Linked DNA regions of Mus musculus: regions 2 and 3 are each linked to region 1. The links are chromatin contacts, called in public Hi-C and HiChIP or PLAC-seq maps. All regions are on one chromosome and are shown on one strand. The core of a region is the stretch at or near the end of the contact, and the rest is flanking DNA. Distances in the headings are between cores, read along the strand shown. Region 1 overlaps Rgs10 (regulator of G-protein signalling 10). Region 2 has its middle 32 kb from the start of Inpp5f. Region 3 holds the start of Bag3 (BCL2-associated athanogene 3).

Region 1 (4,970 bases), core at 1,200-3,699:
TCCGCTTATGGTAACCAGATGGCTCTGGTAGCAGGGCCCTCAGGTGTCACTCTCAGTATCTCCCCTCAGTCCCAGGTTCCTGAGATGGGGAGAGAGACACCCACAGGAGGCATGTGCCTGAGGGATGTGTAACGGCCTGGGCTTGTGGTTACCAGCAGATGTTCAGTGGCTTCTCCATCCTCACCAGGGAATAGCTCCCCAAAGGCCATTCCTCCTCCAGGACCAAGAGGAAAGGAGAGGAAGCATCCAACGGACCAACAGACTATGGAGTCCAGACAGGGTACACAAGAGGTACCAGAGGGTCTTAATCAAGGCATACTGTTAATGGCTTACCAGAGACATTGGGCCACCATAATTCCTTTGGAGTTTTGCAGGTTTTCATATCTATTATTTGTATATTATTTGAATGTTTATTTCCTTTGGGTTTTTGTATTATTTGAATATTTATCTTTTATTTTTAGAGATTTATTTTTATTTTATACGTATGAGTGTTTTGCCTACTTTGATATCATGTGCTCCATGCGCCTGCAGTTCCCACAGAGGCCAGAAGAGGGCATTAGATCCCTTGCAACCGGAATTATAAACAGTTGTGAGCTACATTATGGATGTTGTGAATGGAACCCAGGTCCTTTGGAAAAGCAGCAAATGTTTTAAACCACTGAACTATCTCTTCTGATTACTTTGTGAAACAGGTTCTCAATATGTATCCCTGGCTAGCCTGAACTTTATATGTAGACCAGGCTGGCCTTGAACTCACCAAGATCCACCGACCTTTGCCTCCCAAGAGCCGGGCTGACGACATGCCTGACCATTATAATTTTAAAATGTACCTCACCTTGTCTCTCAAGTGTCCTGGTTTAAGTGATAAGCCATATTGTTACCTCAACTGGCAGGAGATGTTGCAGATGACAGAGCCTGAGTCAAGAGGCCAATAAGCAAGGAAGACTGGTGGTTTTGTGGTACAAATGAGAGCTAACAAGCATGCTGGGGACAGTCTAGCAGTAGTGTTAAGCCCTGCCAGTGGTGTGGACACTAGAGAGCTGAGCCTGATCTGGGATCTTAATAGGATCCACTGTAAAAGAAGAGTGGGTGGTCTAGGGTGGCTGGAACCCACTGGTCGTTCTCAGCGGGTTCCTCAAATGGAGAAAGCTGGAGAAGGACGTGCAGGTGGATGAAGGGAAGGGTGACCATCCCATCAACGTCAACTTCAGCACACATCTTGTGCTGAGGTCCCAGAGGACACCACCTGGAACAGCCATCATCCCTGAACAATTTCTCTTTTGATCTCTCCCTGGCTGGGACAGTGTTTCTGTAGAGATGATGTTTAAATGTGTGTGGCCTGAAATGTCACAGATTAAGGGCCCAGGATGCCCACGTGAGAAATAACAGCCTTTTGCTAACGTGGTCATTCAACCCCCTAGATCATTAGCCGCTGCCAGAGGTTTGCTTTGGCCAGTACTGAACTTCTCTCGAGAACTATTTAACCCCCAAATAAACCACAAACAATGCCCGCTACCCCTGTGATTGTCAGACCAACTTGTGCTTTGGATCATTAGCCAAGAGGGTCTGTGGACAGACACAGCCCAGGCAGGAAGGGCAGGATAAAGGCTTACAAAGTAGAAATGACTAAAGGGTTCACTTGTAGCTTCACGAACACTTTAATCAGGATTGAAAGGCTGAGTGTCCAGTATTGGCAGAATCTCATGTGTTTTTGTGAACTGACACTTTAAAGCTACTTTTGTTTTTAATGGAAGATTAGCATCATGCAGAGGTTGCTGTTCAGTTAATAAAATACACATATCCAGAGGGAAGGTCTAGCACACTCCAGTCCTCAAACACAACAAAGAAATGACAGCCTGTACAGTCCTAAGAGTCCATCCCTCTCCTTCGCTGGGGTGAAGGGCTCAGCTTATGTGTTGTAAATTCTGGAGGCTCGCTTAGCTGCGGTCTGAGCATCCGGGGGCTCTTCTTCCTCTTCCTCAGTTCGCTTGGGTTTCAGAAACAAGTCAGACTTCAAGAAGCGGCTGTAGCTGTCATACTTCATGAGATTGAAGATCTAAAGAGGAAAGAGAAGAGTCTGATGGTCGACACCAACACAGACCATAAATCACCCTGTCAAATACCTACCATGAGCCAAAGAATAACACACGCACACACATGCATGCACACACATGCACATGCATGCACACACACATACACAGGCGCACGCGCACACACACTAGTCCATGCTAGTGTAGGACCCAAGAGACGGCTCAGCAAGTAAAAACACTTGCTACACAAGCCTGATGACATGAGTTGGATCCCCAGAACCCGCAGTAGAAAGAGAGAGCACTGACTTCCAAAAGTTGCCCTCCACCTTCCGCCCACATGCCACGGCATGCACCTGCCCACAATGACAGACACATCATGTGTGCACACACAGATGATAACAATAAAGAGAAGAACAAGAACAACACTTGGCGTAGGGCTGTACTGGGCAAGGCAGACTTCCTGTACGTTATTGATCATTACGTACATCATCTCAATGGACGTTATAGATTAGAGAATCATATGTACAAATACATCCCTTTTTTCCCACAGAAATAGATGCCCACATACCTGAGTCATACTTTTGCCTCAAACAGCCCTTAAAGAACCTTCTCTGGCTGGGTATTGTGGCACTTGCCAGTAATTCCAGCACTCAGGAGTTCAGCCTCAGCTACATAGTGAGTGTGAGTCCAGCCTGAGTTACATGAGACCTTGTCTCAAAAAAGAAATCTTTTAAAAACCTATTATTTAGACCTAGTCAGACAAATCTAGTGAGATAGAGGCCAGCCTGGTCTACAGAGCAAATTCTGGGGCAGCCAGGACTACAGAGAGGAACCTTGTCTTGAGAATAAATAAATAAACCCAGTAAATTTGGTATTGGAGACCTCAAACCTGTTACCAGGCCAAGAGACAAAAGGGGGTGTGTCTAATGCAAGGGAGGGATACACGCAGTCTCTGTTAGAAGCCGCGGGACCAGGTCTCAGCTACAGAGAATGGAAGTCAGCAGCAGAGACCCCTGCACCGTCAGACAGGTTGAGATCTCTAGAAAGCAGTGATTCTGAGGTACATCGGGGCTGAATGGGACCCGATGGAGCCCTTGGGACTAGAGAGAGCTGCACCTGCTGGCACATACTCCAAGGACTGTCTCACACAGAAGCCTCCTGTCTTTGGGCCACATCCCCTGGATCCCAGATCCACTCCTGCCTGCTTCCTCACCCTACAACATGGAGAAGGAAGGAAGGAAGGAAGGAAGGAAGGAAGGAAGGAAGGAAGGAAGGAAGGAAGGGCACATTTCCTCCTGATGTATAGAATCGTCTTTTCAAGACATAGTCAAGTCTCTCTCTATGTCACCATCTCTGTCTCTGTCTGTCTTTCCTTCATATTAAAGGGCCACAAGGCACACCAGGGTGCCTTCCAGTGCAGCACAGCTCATGGCTTGCTGAGTGAAAAACTCCAAGATGCCACTCACTGTCAGGCAGGGTTGTCACGTAGGTGGTAAAATCTTGACATCTTTTAAACATGCTTTCTCCCAACACACACATGAGCTGGGGCCTTGGGATGTCTGCTCAGGAGATGGGAGGTTCCTCCAGAAAGAATAGAAGCTACTTTCCTTCGCCTCCATGCTCCCAAGAGGGCCCAGGAAACATCTGGCGCATCGGGCTGCGCATAGACTGTTCAATCGGAGCCATTCCCCTGTGCCCACCAGGCCCCTAGAGACAGTCCTGTCTCACCCAAGCTCTGGGGAAGTTACCTATTTTGTATTAATTTTGTAATCTTTAAGAGGTAAGCATAACTTACTAAGGCTTGGACACATCACTTTTTAACAAAACATAACACCTCCGAAATTAATATATATATATATATATATATATATATATATATATATATATATATATCAGCAGGGTGAGGAGGGTAAGGATAAGAGACACCATTCTCCTCGCTAGGCTTCTCACAAATGTCCTAAGCAGGTATCACCGCCCTTCACCATCAGGCATCCTTCAGTCTTTCAAGTGCATGGACCCCCAAGGGGCTCTTACCTGTGCCTACCTGGCTCAGAATCCAGAACAAATGCTCCAGGTGTGACTAGCAGAGCCAACTCTATGAAGGCCTTTCCTGGCAAGTAGTCCTGTCCTGTCCCCCCCTACCACCACCACTTCCTCCAGGTCCCTATGCAGCCTATATACCTCCCTGCCCCCCCTTGCGTACTTCCTCAGGTCCGTGGCAAACCCAACCAGCACCAGGAGCAGGGGTAGGGCCTCTCGTCTGAAGTGTCTGTGAGTGGGAGAGGAGTATCCTGTTTGCCTTCTGTGACGCTGAGGCTCACACCTCAGAGAGAAGAGAAGGGCTGTATTGGGGCACCCAGGGCATGCGGAGGTGGGAGACTGAATCTGGACTGCTGCTTCATTGGGAGATGGGAGCCTTCATCCAGAGGCTCTTCTTGCCTCTTGCCAACTCAGCTCTTGGATGTAAACTAGTTGACTTTTCTTTTAAAAGGTATTTATGGGCTGGAGAGACGGCTCAGCAATTAAGAGCACTTGTCGCTCTTGCAGAGGGCCCAGTTTCAATTCCCAGCACCCACGTGGTAACTCACAATGAAGTGTTTGTCTCATTATCGTGGGTTTGGGTGGAGGAGACCTGAGTATGGGTGCACATGTACCTACGTCAGAGGGGAGCTAGTTCGCTTCTTCCACCACAGGATCCAAGGATCCAACTTAAGTTTGTGTTGCAACCTACTGAGTCATTTTGCTGTCCCCACCACACAGTTTATCAAGGGCACAGGGCCATTCCCTGTGCTGTACAGGTATAAAATATCCAGCCTGCCCCAAAGTCCTTAGGCTGTGGTGTCCAGATGTCTGGCTCTCATCACCTCTAGGTGCCAGAGGGACTGGGAAGCAGCTGTGGGCAGCAGGCCCAGGAAGACTTCATCTTCCTGGATGTCCACA
Region 2 (4,970 bases), core at 666-3,165, 200 kb after region 1:
AGGTCTGGGACATGTTACAGCCCTTGCTTATAGCTCATGGTTAGTCAGGTTGGTGAGACTGTATGGGTGTAGCTTCTGACATTAGGAGGAGACAATATCTCACTCATAGCAAACTCCCTGATCTTCTGGCTCTTGGAATTTTTCCACTCCCTCTTGTACAATGTTCCCTGGGCCTTAGGCACGGGAGTTGTGTTGTAGATAGATCCACTGGGACTGAATTCCATGACTGCATTTTGACTGGTTGTGGTTTCTGTAGCCATCTCCCTCTGCTGCAAACAGAAGTTTCTTGATGAGAGGTGAGACCCATACTTCTCTGTGGGTATCAAGAGAGATATTTAGAGTGTAGCTCGAGATTGTGCTGGTTTATTAAAGTGATGGTCATAGGTTCTTCTCCAAGATCCATGAGCTCACTAGCCCTTTGGTCCAATCCCATGCTGATATTACAGACGTGCACCACATCGCTTGGCATTTACCCGGGTACTGGGGGATGTGACCTTAGGTCCTGATGCTTGCAGTACAGTGCTTTACCCACTGAGCCATCCTTTCACCGTGTGTGTGTGTGTGTGTGTGTGTGTGTGTGTGTGTGTGTGTGTGTGTTAGGGCCTCTTGGATCCCATGTAGCTGAGGATAACCTTAAACTCTAGTGCTCTCATGACTTTCTCCTTATTAGCTACCACCTCATTTCATGAGGTGCTATGGATGGAACCCAGAGCTTTGTGAATTTGAGCAAGGCAAGCTCTCTCCTAAGTCACATGGGCTTCTTAGCCCATACATTCCATTTCTGTTTTAATCTATATGAGGCCTGGGAAAGCCATCTGATTGGCTGAGGAGTTGGAGAGAGAGAGAGAGAGAGAGAGAGAGAGAGAGAGAGAGAGAGAGAGAGAGAAGAGGCATGTTACAGGAACCACCCAGGACAGCCACAGAAACGGCAGGCACAGTCATGAGTTAGGGCATGAAGCTTCTATTTCACCCTCTATAAATACTGCCCCTTGCTTCTGTCAGGTCCAAAAGAAACTCAGGACAAATGGCTAAGTGTGGTTCTTATTAGCATACTTAACTATCTGCTGGCCTCTGCTTACTCAGTAGCTCCTCTCAGTTCTTCTCACCCCACCCCCTACCCTAAATTCTCCAGCTCATGGGTGCCCCTTTCTCCAGCTACTCATTCCTTTAGAACCTTGCCATTTCGGTCATCCTCTCTCTTGGTCTTCCCTCTCTCTTGGCTCCCTCTACCCTCCAACCGCCATGGCCTGGTCCACCCAACTGGCCATGTTTAGTCTACTCTCTCTCCTCACTCTGGACCCTTGCAAATGCCTCTGGCTATTTTCTCCCGCATATCTACCATAAAAACCTTCTCCTCAACCATATCTTGTTTCGGTCATGTCCTCATTTTGTACATCTGGTGCCAACCCCCCCCACCCCCCATACAACTTCCTGTGCACTCAGAATGAAATCTGTCTTTACAGTATTTTCAGCTCTGTGGGGGCCGCCATGAAGATTGGAGGTGTTGTTGTCTTTCTTTTTCTCATCTCTTTTCTATTTGAACTGACTCCCTCTCATCCAGACTCGCTATTCATTGCTATTCATTTCATTTCTGCTCCGTACCTGACAGAACTTCTTGTTCTGATTCATTGCTGCAGACGTGCTCTTTTCCCCATTCTATCGGAAACACAATTATCCCATTCTATCCACTTGAAGGGGATGGACATTTCCGTTTAATGGATCCTTGGCGTGTTAGGTTATAAAGATGAGTGTAAATGGGATGCATCCTGCTTTGCTCTTTTGGTAATTTGTGAAATTGACGTAAACCCTGTGGCCTGTGTGTTCTTTTTTACACCTCCCACAATGATTATGAGTCACATAGAACCTAGAAGTAACAATAGGCTGGTGACCTGAGAAGAGAGCCTCTGCTTAATGACACCATCATTAGCCAGACCCTCTGTGGCCTCCTACTTTCTGAGTCAACAAAGGTCCTTTTTTACTGGTTGAAAGGGGATTCATTTGTCCTGGTGCTAGAGATATTTGTATGCTTGCTTTCTGCACTCGGTGTTAACCCTTTAATGGAACACTGGATATATTTTTCTTCGTGTCCTAAAGAAAAATATGAATAGTTGGATTTATGTCTCTCTGTGTGTGTACATACAGTCCTTTGTCTTGCATTTTTGTTTCCTTTTTTGCTCTGCATTGTTTACTTTTTGTTGTTGTTTGTCTGCTCTTTTATTTTCAAGGTCCCATTCAGGCAGTTCAGGTTGGCCTTGAAATTTCTATGTAGCCAAAAATAACTTTGAATTTCTAATTTTCCTGCCTCTACCTCCTGAGGGCTGAGATTGTATGCATGTATTACCACACCTGGTTTATTTGGTGCTAGAGATGGACTCTAGGACTTCCTGCTGCGTTCTGCTAACTGAGCCCTATACCAACAGAAAGAAAGAGCTAATAATGTCAGGTGGTGCGTGCCTATACTAATACCAACACTGGGGAAGTCTAAAACATGAGGTTTTCTCCTTTGAGGTCAGACAGGGCTTCAAATTGCTACCCTGTCTCAAAACAAAATAAAACAATAATAAAAGAACAATACTGGCACACAACTGACATTTCTTATGACTTAAAAACCTCATGATTTTTCTCTCGAATTCAGGGTCTTTATCTTTATCTTATGCCAAAGGGTTATCTTTAGCATACAGCAACCCTGTGGTTTTAGGTCATACTAGTAATAAAATTAAGTCAGTTTTATACCTATGTGTTTCTATTTAATAAATACTTGCCTCTGAAACAATCACTTTTTAATAGTTACTCTTATTTGCTCAATGGCATTATACAGTATCAATCATAGATACATTCTGTCAAGAATCTGCCTTATTTGTATATTTTTGACTTTAGATGTTTCATATTATATATAGAGAAAGGAATTACAATTCTGCAGCAATTTGGTTGGACTTTATATTAACTACTTTTTTTTCATCGTTGTAACAAAACTCTCGACAATGGCAAATTAAGGAAAGAAGAGTCAATTTTGGCTCGTGGTTCATGGTCTAATCCATCCTAGCAGGGAAGGTATGGCCATAGGAGCAGGAGAGAGCTGGTTACATCAAGTCCACAGTCAGGAAGCAGAGGGCCATGAATGCTGGTGGATGCTATTGGCTTCCTTCTTCACTCCCTTCCTTTTGATTCTGGGACCCTCAGCTGTAGCATGGTGTCATCCGAATTCAGGGTGGGTCTTCCCCCTTCAGTCACACCTTCACAGACACAGCTAGAGCGTGTCTAACAGACAATTCCAAATTCAGTCAGGTTGATGATAGAGATCGGCTAACCCTAACTGTAAGAATGGATTAGGGATGATGGGGAAAGAAGGTAAGAGTAAGCAAGCTGCCGTGAGCTCTCTGGTTGGTGTCATGGGGTGTTATGTACTGTTAAGAATGGCTTATTGAAGTGACTGTAGTGGGAGATGGGACTCTGACAAAGCTAGAGAGAAGTGAGGTCATAGGATGATTCGGGGCCTGGTTAGCATAGGGGATTGAGACACACAGAACATGGAGGCTGAGGATAAGCATGCGAGATCACAGTGAGACGAGCTCGATGGTAAGCCAGAGGGGGTGAACTTAGAGATAAACCCCACTGACATCTGGGACTTGCAGTCTTCAGAACCTTGGGGAAGAGAACTGTTGTCTCAGCCCGAGTCCATGATGCTTTGTTAGAAGCTGGGGCCCAGCTGCCTTCTCTTTCCTGCTCAGATCAGTTCAAAGGGCTAGAGAGGGGCAGAGCCATTGGTTTGGACTTGTTCTGGATGCAACTTTGAGAGTTCTGGGTAAATCATCAGATACAGGTTGGCTAACAGTGAAGGCATCCATTTTGAAGACATCAAAGGGGACAAATATGGATACCAGAAGACACTCAGCAGGGACAGAGGGAGATGGTTGCACGTGTCCATATACTAGTACTTTGGTTGCAACATACCCTGTTTCCTTAGGGCTGCTGCTCTAGTCTTCCTTGGAAATAAACAGATCTGTAGAAGGAGCCATAAAAAGCTAGGCATGGTGGTACACCCTGTAATCCTATCACTTGGGAGGTAGAAGCAGGAAGATCAGGAATTCAAGGTTAGCCTCTGTTTACAATAGTGAGTTGCGGCCAGCCTGTGCTACCTGACACTTTCCTTGTCCTTAGAAAAAAGGTGTGTGTGTGTGTGTGTGTGTGTGTGTGCAAAGAGATAACTTGGGTAATGGTGCTTGCTGTGCTGACCTTAGTACCTGAGCTTGGTTTCCAGAGCCACAGGGAAAGGAACCTCTCCCGGAGGCCATCCGCTGCCCCCTCCATAGATAGGACATGGCATGCACAGACCTTCACACACATGCACATATCACATACATCACATGCCACTCACATACACAACTCATTTGTCCATTCACCTGCTCATTTTAAAAGGTGTGGGAAGCAATTTATGGTGATACACACCTTCAACACCAGCATTCTAGAGGCATTGGTAGGGAGATCTCTTTGAGTTCAAGGTCAACCTGTCTAAGAAGCAAATTCCAGGCTAGTCAGAGCTACATAGTGAGACCTTTTCTCAATAAATAAATAAATAAATAAATAAATAAATAAATAAATAAAGTTTGACAGCGTTGACAGAGGGTAAGAGACATAAAAGAAAACAAAGATGCCAGTCAGGGAACAGCTCCGATTGTCAGAATCCACCAGAGCCCAGGACAGAGCTGGGGTGGAGCAGGGAGAGGGAAAGACAGAGGGAGACAGAGACAGAGTGACAGACAGAGAAGGAGAGTTATGAAAGAACAGGTTCCTATTGTTTTAAGCCACCTGTTTGTAGTGTTTTGCCTGACACCCCCAGAGCATTGATATGGGAGTGGACAGGGCAGGAACATATGTGGTCTAGGAAAGTGTCTGTCTCTTGGGGGGTAGGTTAGTTCTGCAGATCCCCAAAAAATGCCAAGCCTGTGGACCATCCAAATGTGAGCTTGCTC
Region 3 (4,970 bases), core at 955-3,454, 150 kb after region 1:
CACGTAAAGTCATTAACGTAGCACCTGACAGCGATTACCCAATAAGCACTAGCCATTATGAGTGTTGTTTTTAATAATTATTATTTACCACACACTGTGCTGGAGGATGGGGACACGGTGGTGATCAAGATCCTGCTCCTGCTCTTAAAAACTCAGCCCATTAAGTAAATCAAACAAACAAGCATTTACAGTGTAAAGCAATTGGTAGGGTGGGACAGGATGTGGATGGTCAGAGGACTAATGGGGGGGCAGCAGGATGTGTGTATGTGTGTGTGTGTGTGTGTGTGTGTGTGTGTGAAGGAGTGTATGCTAAAGGGAATGCTGGGAAAAGCCAAGCTGCCCAGGAGATGATGGTTGGAGTGGATAGAAGGGTTTCCATCCTGGTGGTGGAAGCAGTGTGTGCAAGATACAGTTCAGCAGGGTCAGCTGAAGTATGGACCAGGGAAAATGAGGAATACACCTTTGTGCACCAGACCAAGGAGAGTGGACTTGGTGGGTGCTTGAAAAGGCCTCTCTGGCTGCTATATGGGCAAGAGGTTTAGAGGCAAGCCCAAAGGCTGAAGAACCCATTAGGGTGCTGTGAAGGATCCAGGTGAAAGCGTAAGATGGCTGGGACGGAAGAAAGAGAAGAGTCACAGAGTCAAGAAATACTTAGCAAGATAGGAATGGATGGTAGGAACGAAGGGGCAATTTGAGGACAAAGTGGGGGTGCGGGAGAGATGACTTAAGAGCATTTGCTACTCTTATAGAGGACCAGGTTCAGTTCCCACAAGGAAGCTATAAACATCTATAACTACAGTTTCAGGGCATGCAATACCCTCTTTGGACCTCGGAAGGCATTGCACAAGCCGGCTCATACATATAAAATAAATCTTTATTTATTTTTTTTAAATATTTTTTAAATAGGGCATTGCTAGGCGTAGTAGATGGTAGTGTGCACCTTTAATCTCAATACTTGGGAGGCAGAACTATATAGATAGACCATATCTTTAAAAAAATATCCACAGCCAAGCAGTGGTGACACATGCCCTTGATCCCAGCACTTGGGAGGCAGAGAGATGGATCTCTGTGAGTTCAAGGTCAGCCTGGTCTACATAATTAGCTAGTTCTAGGACAGCCAAAACTACACAAAGATACCTTGTATTGAAAAACAAGCGAAAAAATTCACTTTGTATTCAGTCTTCAATAAACATCAATCTTTATTCCTTTATTGAAGATGGACTCTGGATTTAGCCACGTGCTGGGTGGGTTCAGGTATAAAGAAGCAAAAGACAGACACTGACCAGTGAGTGAATCTAAGTGTCTAGACCTTTCAATGTGACTATCAAATGATAATAAGTCAATATTCCCACATTTGGGCTTATACAGGTGTGTTTGGTGGCACCAGGCAGTACCTGAAGGCTAACTATGTTAATACTTATACTGAGGCTTTGAGACTTCAAAGTCAGTAAGAAGGTCTTTGGAAGTAAAAAAAATCAGCTTGTTGGAAATGTCTGGCAGAGTCCTCTAGTATTTGCCACAGAGTAAAAATCGGAGGGGAAGAGGCCAGAGATGTATCTTTGAAGGTCCCAGGACATTCTCTGAATCTGAGTCAGGAAATTGGCCTCAGTATTGGTTCCAGGTGTTTCTGAAGTCTAGTCACTGTGCGAAAGTGCCTATATAGAAGGCCAAGAGCACAAAGTTGTCACTTTAGTCCTTGCTTCTTCAGTTTTCCAAAGCAGGCAGGTGAGTTTCCACAGCTCTTTCTTTTTGTTGTGACCTCAGATCAGCATTCCAGAATTTCTCAGAAGTCATAAGGCCCTTGAGAAAAAGTTACTAAAAACGTCACTGCAGGACGCCAGCGTCACTGAGTGTGAAGAGAGAGAAAGAACTAGACTTTCCGAGTTTAAAGATGATTTAGTCCTTACACAAAGGTGGGGCCCCAGGTGTCGGCCCTTGGACTGCTAACCCCGGGACACCCCCACGCGGCACGAAAGAGTGGTGGGGAGTCCGGAGACAGAAACCAGCCAGAGAGCACAAGGACACCGGTGCGTGTCAACCTGGCGCGAGGCGCACAGGCCCCAGGACACACACAGGACAGGGATAGGGAGGGACAGCCTGGGTAGTCTAGGAGAAGGAGGGGCGGGTGACAAATCCCCGCCTCCGATCCCTCCCAAGGTCCCGCCCCGCCGCGATTATAGCCTATGACTCAGGGCGGAGCTCCGCATCCAACCCACGGCGGCCGCCAAGTTCTCTGGATGGGACCAGAAGTTTCTAGCCGGCCAGTTGCTGCCTTCTCTTTATCTCCTCCTTCCCCTTTGGCAGCTAGGAGGCTATTTCCAGACACTTCCACCCCTCTTCGGCCACGTCACCCAGTCCTTTAATTCATAAAGGTGCCCGGCGCCGGCTTCCCGGACACATCGGCTACACAGAGGTGCCCGCACTCCACGACCTCGTGACCCGCGCCCTAGCTCTGCGCCCCGGGCGGACCCTAACCCAGCATGAGCGCCGCCACCCAATCGCCCATGATGCAGATGGCGTCCGGCAACGGAGCCAGCGACCGAGACCCCCTGCCCCCGGGCTGGGAGATCAAAATCGACCCGCAGACCGGCTGGCCCTTCTTCGTGGACCACAACAGCCGCACCACGACGTGGAACGACCCGCGTGTGCCCCCCGAGGGCCCTAAGGTGAGTGGAGCTTGCCGTCCCACCTCGACGGCGAAGGGGCCTGGTCGAGCCAGGGCTATGCGAGTCACCCCACCCCGCGCCCTGCTGCGCAAGGAGAGTCCTTAACCATATCCGCCTCGAACGGGCGTCGGGCCGCAGAGAGCCGCAGGCAGGGTGGCCTTGGACGGTAGCCAGCGGGGTGCGACCCGCGTGGTGACATCGGGTGGTTTTCCACAGCCTCTTGCGAAGGGCGAAGGGCAGTGGTGGCCTGAGCTGCGGTGCGCCGCGTCCCAGGGAAGGGCGACCGGCCTGATGAGCGGCTGAGGCCCAGGCCAGGCCCGGCCGCCGCCTCTCTGTCCCGCGCGTCCCGTGCTGAGACCCTGGGCTCCCTCCGGTGCTGATGGCGCACGGCCAGGATTGAAAGGCTGCTGAGTGGAGTCTCCTGTGGGGATTTCACTTTCAAATTCAGAACTTAGTTGAGGCTTATCTTGAGTTTACTGGATCTTAGGCATAGAGTGACTCAGGAGGCTCGAGTAAATAAGTTATTTTCCCCCATTAAACTTATTATTACTGGTCGAAACTGCTTTCAGTTAGAGAAAATTCTGATACTACCACTATTTTTTTTTAAGATACTCTTTCTGACAGTTCCAAAACTAAAGATCAGACATTGTATCACCATACTTAGCCACTGCCTTAAGACTCACACTGGAGTGAAAGAATGTATTTTTAATGGCGTGATTCCTTGTTGTCCTTTTCAAATACTGGAGTTTTGTTACCAGAAACAGCTGAGGAGTCTGGTGAACACTAGGTGTATGCTTCATTTGCATAGATATTCAGGTTTGTGTACTTCAATCTAAAAAGCAAGAAAAATTGAAAATACAAATTTGGAATGAAGCCCAGCCTGGTTCAGGCCTGTCATCCCAGCACCCAGGAAGCTGTGGCGAGAGGATCTTGAGTTCAAGTCTAGCCAGGGCTATATAATCGGAGTCTATCTCAAAAGTTATTAAGTAATTAAGTTGGAATGAAACTAGCCTGTGTTGCAAAATAAGACCTTGTCTTTTTTTATAAAAAAAAAGAAAAAAAAGATTGAGCTGGGCAGTTGTGGCACACCTCTTTAATCCCAGCACTTGAGAGGCAGAAGCAGGCAGATTTCTGAGTTCAAGGCCAGTCTGGTCTACAGAGTTCCAGGACAGCCAGGGCTACACAGAGAAACCCGATCTCGAAAAACCAATAAAATAAAATAAAAATAAATAAAAATTCGATTGAATTTTGAGTGAAGAACTTAAAAATACAAATTTAGGTAGGATTTTTCTTGTTTGTTTTGTTTTTCTTTTTTTAAAATTAGATATTTTTTTATTTACATTTCAAATTTTATTCCTTTCCTCATTTCCCCTCCGAAAACCCCCCTATCTCATTCCCCCCCTCCCTGCTCATTACCCCACTCACTCCCGCTTCCCTGTCCTGGCATTCCCCTACGCTGGAGCACAGAGCCTTCATAAGACCAAGGGCCTCTCATTGATTTCCCACAAGGCCATCCTCTGCTACATATTGGGCTGGAGCCTTGAGTCCCTCCATGTGTACTCTTTGGTTGGTGGTTTAGTCCCTGGGAGCTCTGGGGGTAGTGGTTGGTTCATATTGTTGTTCCTCCTATGGGGCTGCAAACCCCTTCAGCTCCTTGGGTTGCTTTGCTTTTCAAGACAGGGTTTCTCTGTGTAGTGTTGGCTGACCTGGAACTCACAGAGATCCTCCTGCCTCTGCTTTCTGAGGCATGAGCCACCACCATCCGGCCACGTAGGATCTTTGAAAATATAGTTAACAGAAGTCATATTTAGCATAATGTTCAGTAATAATTTATGTACATTTGGTCCTTTCAAAATGAAAAGTTTGGTAAAGTAAATGCACTTTAAAATAGGACTCTATCATCAATGGGAGGAGAGGCCCTTGGTCCCGTGAAGGTTCTATGCCTCAGTATAGGGGAAGGCCAGGGCCAGGAAGCAGGAGTGGATGGGTTGGTGAGCAGGGGGAGGGGGGAGGGGATGGGAGTTTTCAGAGGGGAAACTAGGAAAGGGGATAACATTTGAAATGTAAATAAAGAAAATATCTAATTAAAAAAGGAAAAAAGAAAAAAAAAAATAGGACTCTACTTTGGGCCTGACCTGGTGGTACACAGCTTTAATCCCAGCTCTCAGAGGCAGAGGCAGGTGGATCTCTGAGTTCAAGGCCAGCTTAGTCAATAGAGAAATGTTGCCTCAAACAAACAAAACAAAACAAGAAGAAATACTCTTAACTTATTACTTTCTGGAAAAAAATAAAAGCAGTAAAGAG

What was found. A called contact is a pair of places that touch in the nucleus more often than the background predicts. HiChIP or PLAC-seq counts read pairs in DNA pulled down with a chosen protein or histone mark.
Region 2: an H3K27ac HiChIP or PLAC-seq map of CD8 T cells shows a contact between it and region 1, with 5 times the contacts expected there. The contact joins two enhancer-like sites. A contact is called at or near these places in 3 of 15 datasets of contacts at CTCF or cohesin (CD8 T cells, large pre-B cells and pro-B cells), 17 of 484 Hi-C or Micro-C datasets (B cells, CD4 T cells, CD8 T cells and 11 more), 4 of 115 datasets of contacts at active chromatin or transcription factors (CD8 T cells, effector CD8 T cells, embryonic stem cells and 1 more) and 3 of 9 other capture datasets (adipose tissue, embryonic stem cells and liver).
Region 3: a Hi-C map of regulatory T cells shows a contact between it and region 1, with 1.9 times the contacts expected there. The contact joins the promoter of Bag3 here to the enhancer-like site in region 1. A contact is called at or near these places in 13 of 484 Hi-C or Micro-C datasets (the AML12 cell line, B cells, CD4 T cells and 9 more), 12 of 115 datasets of contacts at active chromatin or transcription factors (the SCID.adh cell line, T-cell acute lymphoblastic leukemia, bone marrow-derived macrophages and 7 more) and 2 of 9 other capture datasets (bone marrow-derived macrophages and liver).

What each region holds. Positions count from the first base shown.
Region 1 is chr7:128,371,987-128,376,956 of GRCm38.p6, forward strand. Rgs10 (regulator of G-protein signalling 10) reads right to left here. Exons shown (of 5, transcript NM_026418.2): 5 at 1,639-2,056. The coding sequence ends at 1,910. Among named protein-coding and RNA genes, the nearest start is that of Gm39092, 7.5 kb to the left of the region's middle. Within about 2 kb of position 2,450, at least 18 of the 459 cell types and tissues checked have an H3K27ac peak or open chromatin away from gene starts, as enhancers often do. A contact at or near this core is called in CD8 T cells, Th1 cells, double positive thymocytes and 3 more, where this site is marked.
Region 2 is chr7:128,576,951-128,581,920 of GRCm38.p6, forward strand. No RefSeq gene overlaps it. Among named protein-coding and RNA genes, the nearest start is that of Inpp5f, 32 kb to the right of the region's middle. Within about 2 kb of position 1,916, at least 21 of the 459 cell types and tissues checked have an H3K27ac peak or open chromatin away from gene starts, as enhancers often do. A contact at or near this core is called in CD8 T cells and Th1 cells, where this site is marked.
Region 3 is chr7:128,521,379-128,526,348 of GRCm38.p6, forward strand. It overlaps Bag3 (BCL2-associated athanogene 3), which reads left to right and starts at 2,205. Exons shown (of 4, transcript NM_013863.5): 1 at 2,205-2,666. The coding sequence starts at 2,481.